2 separate regions of the Mus musculus genome follow, and region 2 is linked to region 1. Evidence: chromatin contacts called from public Hi-C data. All regions are on one chromosome and are shown on one strand. Each heading gives the region's core, a stretch centred on a gene start, on an enhancer-like site or on the middle of the called end of the contact. The rest is flanking DNA. Distances are from core to core; before and after follow the strand shown. Region 1 holds the start of Igf2bp1 (insulin-like growth factor 2 mRNA binding protein 1). Region 2 holds the start of Hoxb9 (homeobox B9).

What was found. Hi-C and Micro-C count contacts between places; a contact is called where the count stands out from the background.
Region 2: a Hi-C map of uterus shows a contact between it and region 1, with 3 times the contacts expected there. The contact joins the promoter of Hoxb9 here to the promoter of Igf2bp1 in region 1. A contact is called at or near these places in 3 of 39 promoter capture datasets (hematopoietic stem and progenitor cells and liver), 12 of 484 Hi-C or Micro-C datasets (B cells, Sertoli cells, brain and 6 more) and 1 of 115 datasets of contacts at active chromatin or transcription factors (astrocytes).

Annotation. Positions count from the first base shown.
Region 1 is chr11:96,004,101-96,009,636 of GRCm38.p6, forward strand. It overlaps Igf2bp1 (insulin-like growth factor 2 mRNA binding protein 1), which reads right to left and starts at 1,844. Exons shown (of 15, transcript NM_009951.4): 1 at 1,359-1,844; 2 at 123-183. The coding sequence starts at 1,533.
Region 2 is chr11:96,267,876-96,273,091 of GRCm38.p6, forward strand. It overlaps Hoxb9 (homeobox B9), which reads left to right and starts at 3,455. Exons shown (of 2, transcript NM_008270.2): 1 at 3,455-4,183. The coding sequence starts at 3,667. It overlaps Gm51876 (a long non-coding RNA gene), which reads right to left and starts at 1,176. Exons shown (of 3, transcript XR_003949606.1): 1 at 349-1,176.

The sequences.
Region 1 (5,536 bases), core at 594-3,093:
CTCCCAGCCCCCAACATCCGGAGTTGGGGGTGGGGGTGGAAAGGCCAGTAATGGGTTTGTTCCACTGGAGACGCTATGGACCCCTAAATATTACTGTTTCCCAAAAGGAACTCTTTTCCTACCTTTGTTTTTTGGGGACTGAGTGTTCAATCTCTAGACGTTTTCCTTGCAGTTCTACTTTCCCTGAAGATTTAAAAAAAGAAAAAAAAAAGAGATGAATGAGTGTAAAGAAATGGGGGAGGGATGGGGTGGAAGGGTGAGTAAGGGACATTAGCTAAATTCTAGAGTTCCTGGGGCCTCCTAGAAATCCAGGCACCAGCTGCAGAGGCCTGTGGGGGGAAAGGTTGCTCCGGGTTTGGTAGAACCCGTAATTTCGTTGGGTTTTTTTTTTTCTTCAATTTTTTTCGTTTTATTTCCATTAATCACGTGGGCTGATTGAGCAGCCTGCTCAGATTTGGGAAAGGTGTGAGCGTTTGTGTGAGCGCGCTTGCTTCGGCGGCTCCAGAAGTAGAAGGAAGGAGACAGGCGAAAGCAGGATCGTTTCGCGAAGTGGGGCGGGAGTAGAGAATTAAAACTTTATTTTCCAGCAGAGCCACGGTGAAGGGCTTAGGCGACCAGGCCGGGTCGGGGCCACAGGGCTAGCGGAGGGCCCCCGGGGCGGCGCGGCCCGGGGCGGAGGGTCCCTCGCGGTAGCCGCGCGCCTCTCGGCCCAGCCTCGGCGTCTCGGGAAGCAGCATGGCGACCCGCCGCCGCCACCGCCACCGCCGCCGCGCCACCCGGCTCACGCCCCACTTTCAAATCAAAATGGCTCAAGCCCCAGGCCTTGGGCGGGAGGCGGGAGCCCCTTCCTCCCACGTCCTGCCTCAGGGCTTAGTCCCTAGTTAAAGCGGGAAGAGCTGAGGTGCGCGAACCCCCATCCTGGAAAGGCCCGGGACGGAGGGCAGGGGCTTTGGGGGTGCTCTAGCGCATGGGGGGCTGACTAGGGGCGGGGGGGAATCGGGGAAACCACGCCTATACCCGAACCCCAGTGTTCGTGAGACACCCCCACCCCCACCCCCACCAGTTGCCAACCGGGGCTCCCGCCCCGTCGGTGGGGAGGGGTGTAGGGAGCCGCCACGAGCGCCTCGGGCTGGGGGAAGGGGTGAGGAAATCCCGAATATCTCCGCGCCGGGAGAAGGCGTCGAGGGAGGCCGGGCGAGGCTGGGGACCGAAGACGGAGGCCGAGCCCTCCCGGACCCGGGAAGAGTTGGCCGGCAAGGAAAAGAGGAGCTGCAGGTCCCCGTTGTTCCGGGATTTCGTGTGTGTGTGTGTGTGTGTGTGTGTGTGTGTGTTTTCCGGGGAGGTGGCCGCGCTCTTACCCGAGAAAGTTTCGATGGCCTTCATCGCCCAGTGCTCGTCGGGGCAATCCACGAAGGCGTAGCCGGATTTGACCAAGAACTGGCCGCTGTAGGAGATCTTGTGCTCCGCGAATACTTTCTCCAAGTCTGCGGGGGTCACACTCTCGTTGAGGTTGCCGATGTAAAGCTTGTTCATGGTGGCGGTGGCGGGGCAAGGACACGGTTCCAGGCAAGGCCGAGCCGGGCGGGCGCGGGCGGAGAGCCTCCTAGGCCGAGAGGCGTGGAGACGGGCGGCGGGAGCCGCAAACTTTCTACGCACCCCACCCCTGAAGTTGTCCGGAGCTCCGGGCGGGTGGGCGGCCTGAGGGCACGCGGGGGTCACGGGAGAGTTTGGGTGAGCCCGGGAGAAGTGCCCGCCGAGTGCAGGGGAGGCTGACGACGACGCGGCGCGGCTCCTTCCCTTCGGTCCGAAACCCCTGCGAGCGGGCTGGTGTGTCACGTTTCTCCGCGGCCGCCCTGGCGCCGCCTCTAAATAAAATCGACTTGAAAAAAAAAAAAAAATGGAGCAGGAAAAAAAAAAAAGGCGAAGCCACGTGGTGACAGCCCCCACCCACCCTGCAGGGAAAGACCCCCGACGCCACCGGGCCCCTTGGCCCTCCAACCCGGACCAACCCAACAGTCTCCAATCTTGGGGGCGGCACTCAGCGCACCCCACGGGTAAACCAGGAAAGTGGAAGCAGAGTTCCCCCCCCAGCTCTCCTATCCCCCTCCCCCTTTGCAAGAACCTGGCCCCTAAAGCGGCGCCCCGCCCCCACAGCGACCTGCACGGGGGGGGGGGGTGGCGGGGGGAGGGCGGTGGCGACCCAAATCCCCCCAGTTCTTAGGAATAAAATGTACGGTAATTTTTTTATTCGTTTTGTGGAGACTGGGCTGCCCACCCCACCCCGGCAAACTGCTAGCGACTGACAGGCGGGGGACTGCCGAGACAGACAAAGAGAAGCTGAGGACTCTGGGGTCTTCAGGAGGGGGTCGCAGGAACCGGTTATTTAAAAGGAAAGACGCCTTTCCTCTACGTTTCTAAGTAGGGGGTCACTGTCTTTCCCGCTACACCGCTAGACTTCGCTGGCCTCCCGGGTCCTGATTCAGGGGACCCTGAGAGCGCGGGATCGGGAAGCTGCGGACACGGGACACGAGAGACAGCGCCTGAAAACGAGGGACCCGCAGGAAATCATGTTTCGGGATCCCCACTGGAGAAAAGCTGGCTTGCACCCAGTCCAGCTGCTGGATGACAACACTCCAGCATCCTTGGGGGAAAGCCTGCACGACCCGGCTCGAGAGCATCCTCGAAGATCAACTGGGTGGGGGAAAAACGACGAGGGGTGGTCGCACCACCGATCGACCCCGAACCGGAGGGGTTGGCTTCAGAAGGGAGGGACCGGGTTGAGCTCCGAGGTCCCCCTCGCCCTCCCCACGCAAGGAGCGGACAGGTGGCGTCGCCCGCCTGCGTCCGCTCTACCCGCGATGCACTGAGCGATGGTCCATGCGCAGGCTGTGGGTCTCAGAACTTAGTTTTGGGGTGCTGGATTTTGGAAGGCCGCCGGGGGAGGGGGTGCAGAGGCCCCGCCCACGTCCCCAGGTCAGCCCGGGGCGGGGAGGGGGTAATTTCCGCTCCGCGCTTGAGGAAGCGAGCAGCGGGGGAGGGGGCTGCGGCCCTCCCCCCTCCCCGTGGGGAGGGGGAAGTGGATCCGCCCAGGTCCCTTCCCTCCGCTAGGACCGACGCGTTCCGGATCCTCAGGCTCCGGGAGCCCGAGGGAAAGACCGGACTGGGCGAGGGGCGACACGTGGGCGGTCGCACCCCGTCTGTGAGGTGGGGGAGGGGGCCGCGCGCTGGGAGTCCCGGACGCGCAGCGGAGCGCGGGACGCGTTGCACACTCAGTACCGGGATCCCCGGCTCTACGCGGGGGACACCCGAGGTTCCAGCGGCTGAGGCTGGATCGACGCCAGAGGGAGGTGGAGAGCGAGGCACGGAGACCCTGGAGAAGCCCCCTGCCTGGCCACCGCGGAGAAGGGGCCGGCGACAACACCCCTAGAAAAAGGGATGGTCCTTGAGCCGCTCGAGTCTGCAAGTGGGAGGAGGGTTGTCGGGGCACGCGTTTGAGAGGGCAGGTGAGGAAGGGGGTCACTCTCCCCTTCCCCCGTCCCGATCCCATTGTCTCAGTCGCCTGCGGCCCGGGCCGCCTCCGTAACACGTGTTGACTGCACCGATATAAATGGCTTGGATTTTTTTATTGTTATTTTTTTCGTTTGCAGAGTCTATAAGCCAGTTCCGACTTCGGCTCACCGCCCATCTGCCGGATGATTCCCTACCATTCGGAAAGTCGGGAGTTAAAACACAACACCCAGCACCTTTGTCCCCCTCCTCGTTTTCCCGGAGAGCCGGGAAGAAATGGGGCGGGGGAGGGCTTCCAACTCGGCTTTTGAGTCTCCCTCCACCACCTTCAGAACCCACTCTCGAATCAGCGTTTTGTTCTAGCCAGCCACGTGTTTGTCGGGTTTTTTGTTTTTGTGACATTTTTCTTCCCATGAAGCAACAGGAATCTAAGTATTACAAGCTATTAGTTGCTTAATAGGAAAAAAAAAATGTTTTCTGTCCAGGAAGATGTGAAATGTCTGTGTCTCTGTCCCCACACGCCCTCCCCGACATTCCCCCAGCCCCCACTAACTTGGTGTTTTGTCAGCTCTTGATCACAGCGAAGTTCTTAACAAACTAAGCCAATGAGCTGGAAACAGTGCCTGCCGCATAGTAGACACTCACAGAAAATATTTTTGAATGCAAAACAAACTTAAGAGAAAAGGAATTCAAGAAAATTAAAAGTCCGGTAGGGAGGGACTTTTCTTAGTGATGTGTGGATTTTTGTTAGGGCTAAAAGATGGTCTTAGAAGCTGTCTGTTACAGTCTTTGGGTCTTCATAAATAGTAACTGTCTCCAAATCTTTTATGTTGGGGGGCAAGGAAGAAACTACCTTGGCAGAACATCCCAGCTCCCAAAAACTTTAGGTGCTGTTTGCTTCGTTTACTTTAAATCTTTAGGGGTTGATAAAAACATCAGATAATCCCCCTGGGTAACCTAACCAGTATTCTCTTTATTGCTAAAACAAAAGCAGCTTAACCCTCAAAAAAAAAAAAAAAAAACCTCCTACCCAGACTTGTAAACTGCAAAACATAGTGCATCCTTTACCATCCTAAAGCTCAAAAAAAAAAAGCAAAACTTACAAATAGCAATGTAATTCAATTCACTTTTAAGTTGACTCCCTTTCCATTTGAGAAATAATTTAAAGTTAGCTGGAAGTAATCAGTTTTTTTTTAAATGGCAATGTAAGGGAAACAGATTTCAGAACAGAATACTTACACAGTCTATTTTTTAAATCTTTTAAAATTATTTCATTAACAAAGTGCCAATTATTTCTATTCACACTGATTCTTTTTAGAGTTAGCTGTTTCACTAAATTCTAATCCTCTCTCCACCCTCCCCCTCCCTCCCCCCCTCCCCCAATACAGGGCTTCTGTGTTGATAGTCAGGAACTGCAAACGTTTGTTAAGGACACAAGAGTAGATAGAGGCTGCTGGGGTGAGGTGCAGTTTTGAAACCTCCACATGAGTTTTGCCTCAGTGACATGACTCTGTAGACTGGAGCTGGGGGAACTACATGGTATAACCTGATGCTTTATTCTGCTATGAATGTGCCCACCACTAAATGAGCCTGCCAGAAGGCTTATTTCTTGTTACAACTCACATTCCTAGGTCAGTGTAGGAGAAGACAGAAGACATTTCAAAGCATTTATAAATGTTTTGCTTTGGTTTTGATATTAAAGATAGTCATGGGGGTTCCCTACTGTTCTTTTTAAGGAAAGATAAATCTTCACAGTAAATGGGTATGAGTTTAAAATCCAAAGATAGATAGATAGATAGATAGATAGATAGATAGATAGATAGATAGATAGATAGATAGATAGATAGATAGATGGAGGACAAAAAAGTAAAAATAAAACTGAATGTGTAAAAAGACATCTGAGGCCGGGCAGTGGTGGCGCTTGCCTGTAATCCCAGCACTCGGGAGGCAGAGGCAGGTGGATTTCTAAATTCAAGGCCAGCCTGGTCTACAGAGTGAGCTCCAGGACAGCCAGGACTGCACCGAGAAA
Region 2 (5,216 bases), core at 2,205-4,704, 270 kb after region 1:
GAACAATTAGATCTTAAATGCCTATGCCCCGACACATTTAGTATTACAGTTGGAAAGATAATTGTATATCCTATAAAGGTATATAATAGAGCATATTTGACCTCTAGACTCCCTTACAGAAATATTAGTTTGAAACAGACACGCAAGTCAAATACATCTGCTTAAACCCAGAAGGCATCAATATCAGCTGTAGCTTATCACCTAAAAACAAACTATTTTCTCTTTTCTCACAGTTTTCTTCCCCCCCCCTTGTACTCCCATTTCAATCTCTAGATTTTCTCTTCTTACTGACAGAGACACCCTCACCCCACCTCCCACCAAAGACTCTCCCAAAATGCAGGCACTTACCCCGGCTGGTTGTGGTCAGCAGCAGCCTCTCTTCTTGGCTGCCCTGGGCCCCAGTGTGGTCCAGAGGTTTTGCCTTCCTGTTTTTGTTTGTTTGTTTGTTTGTTTTCATGCTACATGCCACTAGCCCCAGCTGTGTTCAGCCAAAGCTCCAGTGTAAGACATGACAAGGGGCTTTAGGGGATGTGGGGTTTCCTTTCTCTCTAGGACTGGAGGTGGCTTGCAGAGAGCTTTGCTCTCTGGACAGAGTGACCCCACTGTAATGTGACTTTTGTTAAGTATCTGTAGGTCCTAGGGGCCACAATTCTGTGTGTTCTGGCATGGTGGGTACCATTGCCTAGGAAGGGAAAAAGATTTGAGGGGTTCCAGGGATCACCAAGCATTTCAGCAAGGGGCCACCCACCCTGGTGACCATTTTGTCCTTTGCCTCTGTTGAAGCTGAGCTCAAGTTTGAGGCAGCAATCCCTTCTGGAAAGCTTGCAGCAAGGGTGAGACTCCTTGCTGCTGCTGCTGCTGCTGCTGCTGCTGTCTTCCCCTGGAGGGGGTGAGATGGGGTATACACCCCAGGGATGAGGGGGAAAGTTCATTCTCTTCTGTAATCACCTCTCCAGAGAAGACAAGCTTCCCAAATCTGTCTCTTCCACTTTGTGTGCCCCCCCCCCCCGCAATCCCCAGCATCTTCTTACTTAGAAAAACTACTTCTTACTTAGAAAAGAGGCCTGGGTCTCCTCTTCACCCATCAGTGATTCCAGGAGGGATTAAGAACGGCTCCCTGGGCAGCTATAACCCACAAATATGAATTTAAACGGATTATCTCCCTCTTACAGGGCACAAGCCAGGAGCCCAAAGGTTCTTCCTCTGATCCTTTCTCTAAACTAAACCAGTGAAGAATCTGCAGCAAAGCCCGGGAGAGGAATGGGAACCAGGAGGGCAGCGGGCAGAGCCCAGCGCCTATACAGCTTGGGTCTTAAAAACAGCCTTGCTCCATCACGTTTCCATAAATAAAAGAGCCCCGGCCCAGAGTTCACATGTCCTTTTGGGCCCTAATTTATATACTACAGAAAATCATATACCCACCTCGACATGCTTCATAACGCTGTTATTTATGGCTGGGGAGGGGATTTTTTTTTTTTTGGCCTGAAGACTATATTTATTACAGGTAAAACTGATGGCAGATTTCATAGGACTAGCAAAGCAGGAACAGGTGCTCTGCCCTAACTATGATTCATTCGCTCCAGGCCCAGCTTCTTGCTGGCAGATCCGGGAAGCTCTCTTGACTTTTCCAAGCGTCCAACCGCTACTTAGAAGAATTTGCATCGGATTTTTGTTTCCCCATTTGGATACTACAGGGAAAAAAATAGATCTTCACGCTGTTTGGTTCCGGATCTGCTGGGCTGTCGCTCTCCAAGAGCGTGGGTGGAATTGAAGGGGCCGGCTGGGCGCCCGCATTGATCTTTAAAAAATCATTTTGAAATCGCCATAATGTGAAGAAATATGGCGCTTCGCCCTCGTATTTCACACGTAATGACACGAGATGGCTTCATTTAGAAAGACAAGCGGGCGGGACTGTGTGTGTGCTCTCGGAGGTGATCCGCAGCCTTCCACTGGGCAGTAGGGGTACTGGCTAAAAACATATTGACCCCCAAGTTAGAACGGTTCCACTTTTTCTAAAAGAAGGGGAGGCTAAGGAGGGAGTCATGGCCCCCGGAGCAGTCTGCCTAATAACGGTCCAGACTCAGAGAATAGCCAAGAAATCTGTCTTTAAACCTAACCCGAGGAAACCAAGCCTGTCTAGGGGCCCGGCCTCCCAGAGCACCACACCGGGGGAGGCGCCTGCACCCAGGCAGAAGCTGTAGAGGCAAGAGCTGGGAGAGCCGCCAGGAAACCAGCCCGTGGCCTCGGGGGAGTCCCTGCGCAGGGCCGCAGATTAGCTGCTAATAAAATGCACTATTTGTAATCTCCACGAGAGGATTGTAGGCGAGAAGGCGGCGGGTGGGGGAAACGGACTGATGCCGGGGACTCCTCTGTACTTGCTACCGTCCTATGTCAGTATTTGGACCTTTTCCAGAGCGGCAATTCCGGGTGAAAAGCGCTAGAGTGCTGAGAATTTAGCTGGCCTCTTTCCCTTTTTGGATGGAAAGGAAGGTAACCCGGTGTTCCTTACTGTGCCGTTTGGGGAGTCTTCTTCCCCTTCTCCTTTAATCATTTCCCACATTAGCCCTCTCATCTGGACATTTTTAAGGGTCTCAGAGATTCCTGGATGAAGGACAAGAAATGACCATGGACCCAGCCTTTCACAAAGGCCCAAGAAAAATTTTAAGGAGTTAAACAAGACTGGTTAGTCTCCCGAAACTCTAGTTCCAGGGCCTGGTGTGTCTCTTTGGCCTTAGGCAGGCTATAATTTCAAGACAGATAATGATTCTTTGGACACTAGTCCCCTTTCGCCTCTCTCAGCTGCTAAAGGATCAAGGGAAGAGCCTAGTCACGTAAATCTCCCCAAATTGTGCCCTGAACCCCCTCCAAAGAGGATAACTGTCCTATAAAAGCCCCAACTTCTTTCTCATCCTTTTACTTCATCTCCTGTGGGTCGCTGTACTGCTGTTGTTTAATAAACATCTCTGTCAAGGGGACAGAGGACAGGAAATGAGGGCCCGCGGGGTGGAGGTGGAGGTGTTGGGGGGGGGCGACAAGACTACCTCCTCTTTAATTACCCTGTCGGGCCTCTCCCGCAGCTCTGAGGCTGGGGCGCTCTCCCTCCCTGTATGCTGGTCCTCCCCCCCCCCCCAATCTGCCTGGGGAGAGGGCTCCTCAGCCTGCGTCCCTCCTGAGGCAGCCCGCTGCTTGCCTCCGCCTCTCCTCCGCCCCCATCGCCCCATGTTGAGAACCCCCCTTCCTGTAAAAGCGGGAGGGGCCCGGGCGGCCCGGCAGCTCAGGCTGAGGTTACGTGGCCGCCGGAGCCCTGACGTGATAGCACATTGCATCAGCATAAAACAATCCATCCTGGATATGGAATGCGGTGAGGACGGATGACAGCGCGAGCGCAGCCCCCTCGCCCGATTGATTTATGTCGGAGCTGACGCTTTATCAGGCAGTCCGCAAAACTTTGACCAATCATTTTGCAAGGAGCTCCGAGCCGGGCTGCTCCACTGTACTTTGTTGGCTGAGAAGTTGAGCAGGGGGTGGGGGTGGGAGGGTGGGGGTCTGGGGGGGGTCGCGTCCGAAAGCCCTCTGCACCGGGTCCGTGTGCCACCTTTTCCCTGCTTGGGCGCCGCGGCGCGAGCGCTTCCCTTCCCCCTGCGAGCGCGCGGATAATGTCTGAGAATGTCCATTTCTGGGACGCTTAGCAGCTATTATGTCGACTCGATCATAAGTCACGAGAGCGAGGACGCGCCTCCAGCCAAGTTTCCTTCGGGCCAGTACGCGAACCCGCGGCAGCCGGGCCACGCCGAGCACCTGGACTTCCCCTCGTGCAGCTTCCAGCCCAAAGCGCCGGTGTTCGGCGCCTCCTGGGCGCCGCTGAGCCCGCACGCCTCGGGGAGCCTGCCGTCTGTCTACCACCCCTACCTGCAGCCCCAGGGCGCGCCGGCGGCCGAAAGCAGGTACCTCCGCACCTGGCTAGAGCCGGCGCCGCGCGCCGAGGCCGCCCCGGGGCAGGGCCAGGCGGCCGTGAAGGCGGAGCCGCTGCTGGGCGCGCCGGGGGAGCTGCTCAAACAGGGCACGCCCGAGTACAGTTTGGAAACTTCGGCGGGCAGGGAGGCTGTCCTGTCTAATCAAAGAGCTGGCTACGGGGACAATAAAATTTGCGAAGGAAGCGAGGACAAAGAGAGGCCGGATCAAAGTAAGTTATAAAAAAAAAAAAAAGTGAGGAAATCCCCCCCAGGCTGCAGGCCAGGCCCGGGGGAGGGGAGGGGAGAGGCCATAAAGCGGACAATGTAAAGGGACAGAGCGCCTGGGGCCGCAGGGCTAGAGTGGGTGGAGGGAAGAGGAAGGAAGGGGCTGGCAAAGCAAAAAGCTGGGTGTCCAGGAGGGGGACACTGAGGCTACCCCCCACTCCTCCTTGTGGCGCAGGGACTGAGACTCAGGGACCAAGTCTCTCTAGTCCTTCATTCTTCCCCAGGCTCGGGCTGGAAAAAGGGAGAGGGACCTGCGATAGAACTGTAGGAGGCCGGGCCGATGGCCAGCGCGGCCCGGAGCCCGCGCGGGCACGGGGCCGAAGAGCACTCGGCAGAGCCGCCTGCGCCACGCGCAGACCGTCCCTGCCGGCCAAGGGGAAGGGGGAGGGGGCTCATTAGGATTTTATTTGCGATGCAACAGCTTGGCGGAGGATTGTTCCTAGCAGATCTCACGCAGTAGCCGCGTCGGGTCGGCAGCAGGCGCCGGGAGGGGCGGGGGAAGCCCAGGATGCGGTGACGGAGCCCCCTCCCCGGTGCGCCGGCCCCTCCCCGGGAGCCTTCCCTCCGGGGGTCCCCCGCCCTTCTAGGGCATCCTCGACAGGACGGCCGTTTCTCCTCCTGCGGTTGCACGCTGATCTCCGCGGGGCTTCCGATCACTTAGGCCGGGCAGTTCACCTCTCCGAGAGTCTAGGCATCACTTGCTAAAGACAGGGCCTCCCTCTAGAATGGAGGAGAAGACACCCAAAGGGACCCCGGGGGAGGGAGGGGGAGGACTGCGCAGGGGCGGAGAACTCTACCCTTGGTGGAGAGTTTCTTACCACCTCCCACTCCTAAAAGCACCCTTGCTAAAATAAAACCCCAAGTGGAAACTGCTGCTGGCTGAGAGTAGAGGAGGCTTACTTTTAGGGGTTTGTTTTTAAGGATGGGGAAGACAAACTGGTTTGGGGCTCGCTCTTGGTCCCAAACAATACGGGACAA